Linked DNA regions of Mus musculus: region 2 is linked to region 1. Evidence: chromatin contacts called from public promoter capture Hi-C data. All regions are on one chromosome and are shown on one strand. Each heading gives the region's core, a stretch centred on a gene start, on an enhancer-like site or on the middle of the called end of the contact. The rest is flanking DNA. Distances are from core to core; before and after follow the strand shown.

Region 1 (4,399 bases), core at 966-3,465:
GTGGTATAGCCATTTTCTGCTTCTCTGTGTGTGCCTGACTTTCTCTCTCTCTCTCTCTCTCTCTCTCTCTCTCTCTCTCTCTCTCTCTCTCCCTCTCTCTCTCTTTTCATTTGGTTAAGGATCTCTGGGCCTCTCACCTGGACAGCAAGAGGCCTGAGTCAAAGAATAAAGAGCCCAAATAACTAAGTTTCTTTTCTTAATCCTCTGCTGCTATTAGCAGGAGTTAATTGTCAGCTTTTGCCACCAGCACCCTCCCTCCCCACCCAACTCCCGCCCCCAATACCAAGAGAGAGTTAATTTCCAGAAGCCATCAGCTGTTGGCCCAGAAGAACAAGAGAGGGTTAAAGGCCAGAGATCATCAACCTCTGCTCTGCCTCTCCGTGCTCCATCTCAGTACCTGAATGTGGGGGTGGGACCCCAGCAGTTTTGTGTAGCAGAATTTTCCAGGTCCAATCAATTTGAATGTTAATACAACAAGAAGCCTGTAATTGGACAGGGAAAAGGGAGGCGAAGCTGGGGTTTTTGGAGACAGAGACAGAGGAGAAGGAAGGAAAATGGAGCAAGAGAAAAATGATCTAGATTCTACGTGACTTTAGATAGCCACAGGTAGCCTTTAAAATCATGACTGCTGTTTTATTTGGTTGGCAGACTACCCTAGTCACAATGAATGTGTAAGGTATACTTATTCTTTCAAAGAACCCTCATATTAAGCATGCAAGAGACTGGGGTCATTTTCAGCTCTGTATACTTCAAACAATGCCAGCATCTTCCTAGGGATACTTAGTAAAACTCTCATGATTGGCTGAATGGGTAATTAACCAAATAAACAATTGAGACCCTAAATGTGGATTCTCATCATACGTTTTTCTGAAGACTTTACTGTTATCCATCCTCCCAGCCTACCCCACCCCACCCCACCGGTACTGAAGATCAAACCCAGAGCCTCTCACATGTTGTGCAAGTACTTTACCGTTGACCTCCAACTCCAGCCCCTTCCCCGGCTTTTAAAAAATGATTTTGAGACAGGATCTCACTAGGTTTCCAAGACTGTCCTTGAACTTGCTTTGCAGCCTAGGTCTGGCTTGAATTCGCCACAACCTAAGTAGCTAGAATTCCAGGCCTGTGCAACCAGAGCCCACCTGCCTGTCCTCAGAGAATCAGTTTTGTCTCACACCCGACATGAAACCCTCCCTGACCCCGAGAAGGCCACAGAGATTGATTTCCCTTCCTCTGCATTTCTCTTCATTCTCTATCCCAGCACCTGAACACAGGGGCTCTGCTGTAAGTGCTAGAGGCAGGGAGCGCCCTTCTGCTTTCCTTGTTTCCCACAGAACCTAGCACCTAACATTCTGAGTAAATATGGCAGATCTAAGACATTTTAATAAAATGGTGTCACGCCCCACACATCTTAGCTCTCTTTGGGGCTACAGTCATCCTTTTCAGTTCTGCATTCTTTCAGAATGCTGAACCCCCACACGCTATCCCATCGCAGTGCTGGGGGGCTCTTTCAGATAACGTTATGTGGTTTCTTTCATGATTGCGCTGGGATCGCATATGCAGTTTCTTCGGCTTGCTTCCTCAGGCAAGGACTCTCGCACCGAGGACATCTAAGGCTAAAGACTACTGGAGACCAAGTGGTTTCTGATATCACAGGAGGAGAAGCTGTGAAGTAGTCAATTTTCTTGCTGTGGTAAAACACTCCGACAGAAACATCGTAATGAAGGCAGGGTTGATTTGGGCTCACTAGTCTCCAGGGTACAGTCCATGATGGTGGATAAATCATGGTGTCAGACCCTGAAGCAGCTGGTCACAAGGCACCCACTGTCAGGATGCAGGGGACCAACTCATACTCACGTAGCCTTCTTCTCTTTATGCAGGGAGGACCCAAGTCCTGGTCACTTTTCATAGCAGATGCTCTACCTCAGTTAACCTAAGGCAGACGATCCCTCAGAGGTGTGACCTGAGGCTCATCTAGATCCTGTCAAGCTCGAAACACAAAGCTTCACACCGACCTTGTCATCACAGGAAAAGGAAGAGTGTGACGAGTTAGAAACACACTCTGAATGGGAAAAAAAAAAAAGAAAAAGAAAGAAAAGAAATAAGAAAGGAAAAGGAACATGACTGTTCCCAGATATGGTGGAGGAGAGAGTTTATTATAGCTGTGTGGGAGAGAGAGCACAGCCAGAGTCAGGGACCTCCGGGAGAGTGCTGAATAGACAGGAACAGGCTGAGCTGTGCTATGTGGGGAGAGGGAAGGGGAGGAAGAAGGGAGTGGGAGGAGCCAGGCACAGCAGCCAGGAGGCCCAAAGGCACAAAGACAGCAGGTTACAGAAATGATTGGATTATGTAGGGAAGAGCAGACCTCAAGGCCCAAGAGTTCAGGATAGGAGGCAGGGTATGCCTGATAGGAGGCTCTGTGACACGTAGAGGGTGGAGGATTACAGAGAGAAGCTGGTGGCCAGCTCTGCTTTGATATGCTATAGCCACCTAAGCCATTTGTCCCAAGTTCGAAACCCAACCATTTCCACATTTAGTAAGATGGAAATCTCTAAGATTCTCTGTTGATTCCTCTGTTGTAGCAGCTGAAAGCATGTGGTCATTCTGCATGTGTCTGCCAACGTATGACAGTAAGTGAAGCATCCATGCTCCCTCCTCTTTTCTGGGATCTGTTGTCTGAACCACAGCAAAAGCACGGCCCACATTTGGACCGAAACACTCCCAGCCGGTTGGAATACAATGGACACACAGCAAGGCCTGTGAAGTTCTAGCTCTCAAGAATCAGAATTTAAGCCTGGCAGTAGTTGTGCATGCCTTTAATCCCAGCACTTGGGAGGCAGAGGCAGGTGGATTTCTGAGTTCGAGACCAGCCTGGTCTACGGAGTGTTCTAGGACAGCCAGAAACCCTGTCTTGGGGGGTGGGGGGGAGAATCAGAATTTAGGGTCAGGAGAGGGAGCGGTAGGTTCTGCCATGCTCTGCCCTCCAGAGCAGGGGTCAGGGGAGGTGGCAGAGAGGAGACTGAGAAGCACCCGAGCTCAGTTTTTCCCAGGGCTCTTCTGAGTTCCAGCCAAAGTCTAAGCCCTTACAATTTAGTGTGCCATCAAGCTTGCCTTTTGTTTTGGATTTTCAATACAGGGTTTCTCTTTGTAGGCCTGTCTGTCTTGGAACTTGATCAGTAGGCCAGACTGGCCATCTGAGAGACCAAACCTACCCCATCTTGGGACTGTACCCACGTACCAGGAAGGACCACACGGCTTGTCCTTGGCCAGAGGACACTTCCTGGCTACTTCCTATCAATAGTTAATCAAAGATTAGTCTGACTGTTTCAGATGTACCTTCAGGCTATTTGTATACGGCCTTATTTCAGAGCACCCACCTCTCAGCTTATAGCCATTCTATTAGATGCTTGCCAGACTGGACACCCTCTCCCTCACCCCCTCCCTTGCTCCTATTTTTCTATAAAAACTTGTCCTGCTGAGGGTTCGAGGCCGCTCCACCTTCCCTTTCTGTCCTTGCTGTGTCAGGATTGGGATGGAGGAGAGCCCAAGCCTGCGCTTGTAATAAAGAGACCCTAATGCTATTACATCGCAAAGGGCTGCTTGGTGATCTTTTGGAGTTCGTGGTTCCTGGAACAACACATCTAACTGAGAGATCTGCCTCCTGACTTCTGAGATTAATGGCATGTGCCACCCAGCAAATAAGTAACCATTTCTTTCTTTTTCCTCCTCAGGACAGGGTTTTTCTGTGTAGCCCTGGGTATCCTGGAACTCATTCTGTAGATCAGGCTGGCCTCAAATGTTTATCCTCCCGAGGGAAAAAATAGGACCACTACCACAATTTTGAGTCAAATTTAAAGCAAACGTTTTAAATACTGGCCAGGATGATAGACTCTGACCAGGCTATTCCTGAACGCCATAAGGCCATTGTGTTTTGATCAGATCCAATCAGGGGTGAGCAACCATCCTGACCCATTTCCTGTCTCCGTACCTCCTGCCCACATGTCATCTAGCACATTCGTGTAGTTGGCTCAACTGAACCTGTTTGGGGAAGTGAAAACACGTGACTTGCTTCTTCCATAAACAATAGCCTCCGTCATTTCAGGAAGTATCTGTCCTTGGCCAGGGTTTACAGGCCCGAGGCACTTTTTTTTTTTTTTTTTGGTTTTCGAGATAAGGTTTCTCTGTGTAGCCCTGGCTGTCCTGGAACTCACTCTGTAGACCAGGCTGGCCTCGAACTCAGAAATCCACCTGCCTCTGCCTCCTGAGTGCTGGGATTAAAAGTGTGTGCCACCACGCCTGGCCAAGGCACTTTTGTTTCATGGATCTTTTAGGCACAGTAATTAAAATTTAAAACATTACTTTGCCTTTCACATGAACTCACGGAGATCTGCCTGCCTCTGCC
Region 2 (4,464 bases), core at 1,398-3,897, 150 kb before region 1:
CATGCACACACATGTACTCATGCACACACACATGCATACTCACACATACACACACGTGCATGCACACACATGCACTCATGCACACATATGCATACTCACACACATACACACATACACACACATGCATGCACACACACACATACATACACATTGCATGCACACACATGCACAATCACAAATAATAATGAAATAGATGTCAAAAATAATTTTCAAAATGCAACAGAAGCTCAAAGATACCGATAAGAGATTCCACAATAAACGGTTTGATATCTATCTCATCTTCTTCTTCACATGTTTCTGTACTTTGGAAATGCCTCCATTAGGTGGTAAGCTCCTTCCACCCAGAGTGAACCCACATCACAGCCTTTTTCCTGTGTTTCTTTATGTTACACTTAATGGACACTTAAAAAGGCGTTCTTGACAGCTATTCTTGATTGGTCCTCGGTGCCAATGGGAAGTGACTAATGGCCACTGTCAAATGTCTCCATCCACAAAACTCTTCTGCTACCACCCCTGCCTGCTTTCACATTTTATCCCCAAAGCTCCAGGAGAACTGTCTGGCCAGCATTCCCTCAGTAACCGCCCTTATCGCTGCTACCAAACTCTCCAGCTGCAGTCCCATGCCCTTGCTCTCCATCAAAATCAAAATCTGACCCACTTCTAATCCTACAGCAAGTGGGATTTTCCACATCCTTAGTCCCTGAAAAAAAGGAGGAGCACCCACTCTCCCACTAAAGGCTCCTAAAGCCAAAGAGTTCCCAAGGAAGCCCGATCCTGCCTGGCCAAGGGGGAGGGAAACAATATTAGCAAACGACTGCCAACGGAAAGTGAGCCATGAGGAGGAAGAGTAGAAGAGAAGGCACTGAACTCACAAGAAGGTTAAAAGTGGTGGCTGCCCAGGTTGCTGCTACTTCAAAAGACTGGGGATGTGGCCTACCTTGCTGCTGGTTTACCTTAATGCTGGAACAAAGCACCCTGTTTAACAGGCAAGTTGGCGACATTTCTGAATAAACACTTTTAAAAGCTTACAGAATAAAGCAGAAGGAATGGCTGCTTCTTAGACGTCCTAACTTTCCCCGTTCCATAAGGTGGCTACTGAACCTGTCCTGTGTGCAGGGTAGTTTTATAATGTTGTCCTGTTAGCCGTAAGGCCCAGTGCAGAATAATCTTTTAGGGTTAGAGGAAAGAGTTTTGGCTTATGCATTTGGGGTGGTCTTCACGGATATGCTGTGGCTTTCATTAAACAGCCTAGGAAAGCTCTGGCAGTCCTCCAGACCTGGGCAAACACGTGTGCCCGCAGCCAGTAGCAGCGCTCTGCGTTTCAGCACCACCGCCTGTGGAGAGCGCCTCACCGCAGGGCCGGGTCAGGGACTCTCACCCTGCCCTTCTCCCATCCCCAGAGCCCTGGCTCTCCCTTACTCATTTCCTTGAGTCCCAGGGGAAAAGAAAAATCACCCCAACTTATAACTTCTCAATTTCTGCTTTTAAAGTGACCCCGCGTCCCCCTCTCAGGGGTCTAAACGCGCACACACCCTGCGCCTTTGGGTCCTAAAGCAGTAGCCTTCGAGCGGCGTGGCTTCCGCACCGGCGGCGAGAAATTTCAACCTGCGTGGACAATTACCTCTTTCCTGCCTCTCTGCTGGACCTTTATGCACGCACCCGAGACGCCTGAGCTTTCCCCCTCTCACTGTACGTCCCGAACCTCAAAAAACAAACTCGTGAAGACACGTCCCTACCCCACACACGAGCTCTCACGCACATTCAAATATCCATCTTCACACTCACACCGCAAGGATGCCGGTTGTCATCGCCGCCTTGGGCAGAACCTTGGCCAACTTGGGCCGGGATCCATCTCGCCGGCTCGTGGACCACCTCCCGAAGCAGTCGCCCCGCCCCCTCCCCTTTCCAAGGCAGCCGGAGCCAAACCTCGGCGGGGCAGTGGTACCCTTCCCTCTCCATTAGCCAACATCCACCGCTCTGGGCCACCAAAGCTACAATCTCCAAACATTGTCCGTTGAGCCTCCTGGAACCGCCAGCCAAGCCCAGTATTAGTCTCCTTGAAGCCCCAGTCCCTGCCACTGGTGTGTCGTGTGCGAGTGTTTGTGTCTCCGAGGCACATTTAACTCCTTCGAGCTTTCTGCCCATCCTAAACAAACAGCACGTTATCTTCAGCCCTTCTCCTTCCTTCTTCGCACCCCAACCTCTGCCCCTATCCCCACCCTTGCCCGCCAAGTACTCAAACCACCGCACTCCAGGGCTCTAACCAGGCGCCCCCACCCCACCCCAGAGGACACTCACCCCCCAGCCCCGCACCTCCCCCATCCCTGGCCCTCGGCGAGGCGATCTGGCCCCACGCTAGAGAAGCCTGGAAAAAACGCAGTTTGCGTCGGCTCGTGCTAGCGGGGATAGTTGGGGCTGACCTGGCACCAGCCTGATCAGCCGGCGCACCCCTCCGGAGGGGCGCACGCCTTCCTGCTCAATCGCCTTGGAAAGCCCTGATATTGGCGAGAGTAGAGCAGCGGAAGCAGCCTCCGGGGTGGGCGGGAGGACTCACCGAACATCTGAATGTGCCCTTTAGTGATGGGATTGAAGCTGCCGCAGGCCAGCAGGATAACGTGGGTCTTTGTGGTCTCGGTCATGATGGGATGAGGTCTCTCGCACTGATCCAGGGGTTGCCTCTTTTTGTGTCTCGATATGTCTGCAGACGGAGAAAGGAAGGCGAGGCTCCGGCGGTGGATGCTGTGGACTCCAAGGAGCCGCTCTAGACGCAAACCGCGTCACTCCCCGCCTCCCTTTAACGCTTGCCACTCCGGCTCGATCCAAGGCTGCTTTTGTATTGCTCTCCCTTTGGCTCTGCTTAGTCCTACTTCCTCTCTAGCTTCTTTTGCGTCACTGGTCTTGGTTCCTGACCCTATTGTTTCTACCCTCTCCACCCCACCTCACTGCATCTTACTTTATCTACAAGGAAAGGAGTGGTACCCTGGCATCCTTACAGCGTGGTTGCTGGCTATGTTCTCTCTGTGTCAAATTTCGTTTTCCTGACTCACTTTTTCTCTCCCTGTCTACATTCCCTAACATATCCGACTTCAAAAATGTTTGATTTTATGAATTTTCTTTTTCATGAGCTTTAATATTTAAAGTGACAAATGATAGGTTTTCTTTTCAATAGTGTTCATTTCGGATTTTTTGTTTTGTTTTGTTCTCCTCCCTTATTTAGTGATTCTAAACTATTGACTGGAATCCAAATCTTGACCTGTGGCTACTAAGAAAGCCCTTCTGCTAATGTTGGTCCTTTGTGTGGGTTGAATTATGGGTTTGGGCAGATATGAATGGGAAATTAGTAAGGCTAAGTATTACGAAATTCCTACATCAGCTGTCCAAGTTGAGTCAGTCACCACTCTATGCTTACTTCTTGATGCTCACTCTCTATTGGATGCTGCTGTGGACCCCGAATGATAACTGAATTAACTCACTGTCTGACAGAGCAGATTGGACGGAGTCTGAGAAAGCCTCTCTGGCTTAGACGACATTTAAGGCAGGCCTATTTAGACAAGAAGTTGTTGGTACAGAGACCCGGAGACAGGCTTCCAGTGCTTGTGAACATGAAAGGAGGGCCATATAACCAAAAGTCCTGGACAGGTGGGCAAACAGTAGTAGAGAAATGTGCACCCAGTCATCATATGGGTTTAGGATAATGGACAGGAAGTTCTTATGAGTCACTGACTTACAGTGGAATAACAAAAGGAGGCCATTGAAATCGTTAGACAGAGAGTACCATGTAATTGACATTTTTATGAGATCTCTGAGTGTTGGGAGGAAAAGAACCAAGAGGAAAATAAGAATTAGGAGAAAGTTGGCAGCCTTGGGCAGGTGGTCCTGTCCTGGGACTGCTGGGTATAGAGAGTCAGCAGCAGGGAGATGAGGCAGGGCAGGATAGATACCATAGATTTTGTAGCTTTTAGTCTTTGCGGATGGATGGGATATAGAGACGTTTGGGGAAACGCCTTAAAATTTGAGTTTAGTAAATGAATGGGCTAAGACTCTGAAAAATGAATAGGGGGAAAGGAAAGGTTTGAAGACCGGACAACTGTTCTCTTTGGATGCATTACAGAACCAGTAATTAGATTCCTGATTCAGAAGCACAAGTATTGCCTTCTTGGACGAACAGTTCCTTGCAAGAGTCAGCTCTCTCCTTCTGCATTGTGGGAACTGGGTGTTGAACCCAGGCCATCGGCCTTGGTAGTGAGTACCTTTGCCTGTTCAGCCACCGCATTAGCACTGCTCCTTACTTCTTATCTAAGAGTTTCTGGCAGGCATGCGGTTCATATTTCTTAATTTTTGCTGAATAGTAAATCAATTCCTACTGTGGAGAGATTTTCTAGTTTTCTAGTTTCTAGTTTATTACTTTGTGTGTGTGCACGTAAGCATGCATGTGCGCGCGCGCACACACACACACACACACAC

The links. Promoter capture Hi-C pulls out the DNA fragments that hold promoters and counts their contacts.
Region 2: a promoter capture Hi-C map of embryonic stem cells shows a contact between it and region 1, with 2.8 times the contacts expected there. The contact joins the promoter of Nmnat2 here to the promoter of Ncf2 in region 1. A contact is called at or near these places in 7 of 39 promoter capture datasets (the HPC-7 cell line, embryonic stem cells, liver and 2 more), 7 of 484 Hi-C or Micro-C datasets (the AtT-20 cell line, embryonic stem cells, nephron progenitors and 1 more), 6 of 115 datasets of contacts at active chromatin or transcription factors (embryonic stem cells and neural tube) and 3 of 9 other capture datasets (adipose tissue, embryonic stem cells and liver).

Annotation. Positions count from the first base shown.
Region 1 is chr1:152,797,969-152,802,367 of GRCm38.p6, reverse strand. It overlaps Ncf2 (neutrophil cytosolic factor 2), which reads right to left and starts at 2,215. Exons shown (of 16, transcript NM_010877.5): 1 at 1,855-2,215.
Region 2 is chr1:152,953,284-152,957,747 of GRCm38.p6, reverse strand. Nmnat2 (nicotinamide nucleotide adenylyltransferase 2) reads right to left here and starts at 2,647. Exons shown (of 11, transcript NM_175460.3): 1 at 2,555-2,647. The coding sequence starts at 2,639.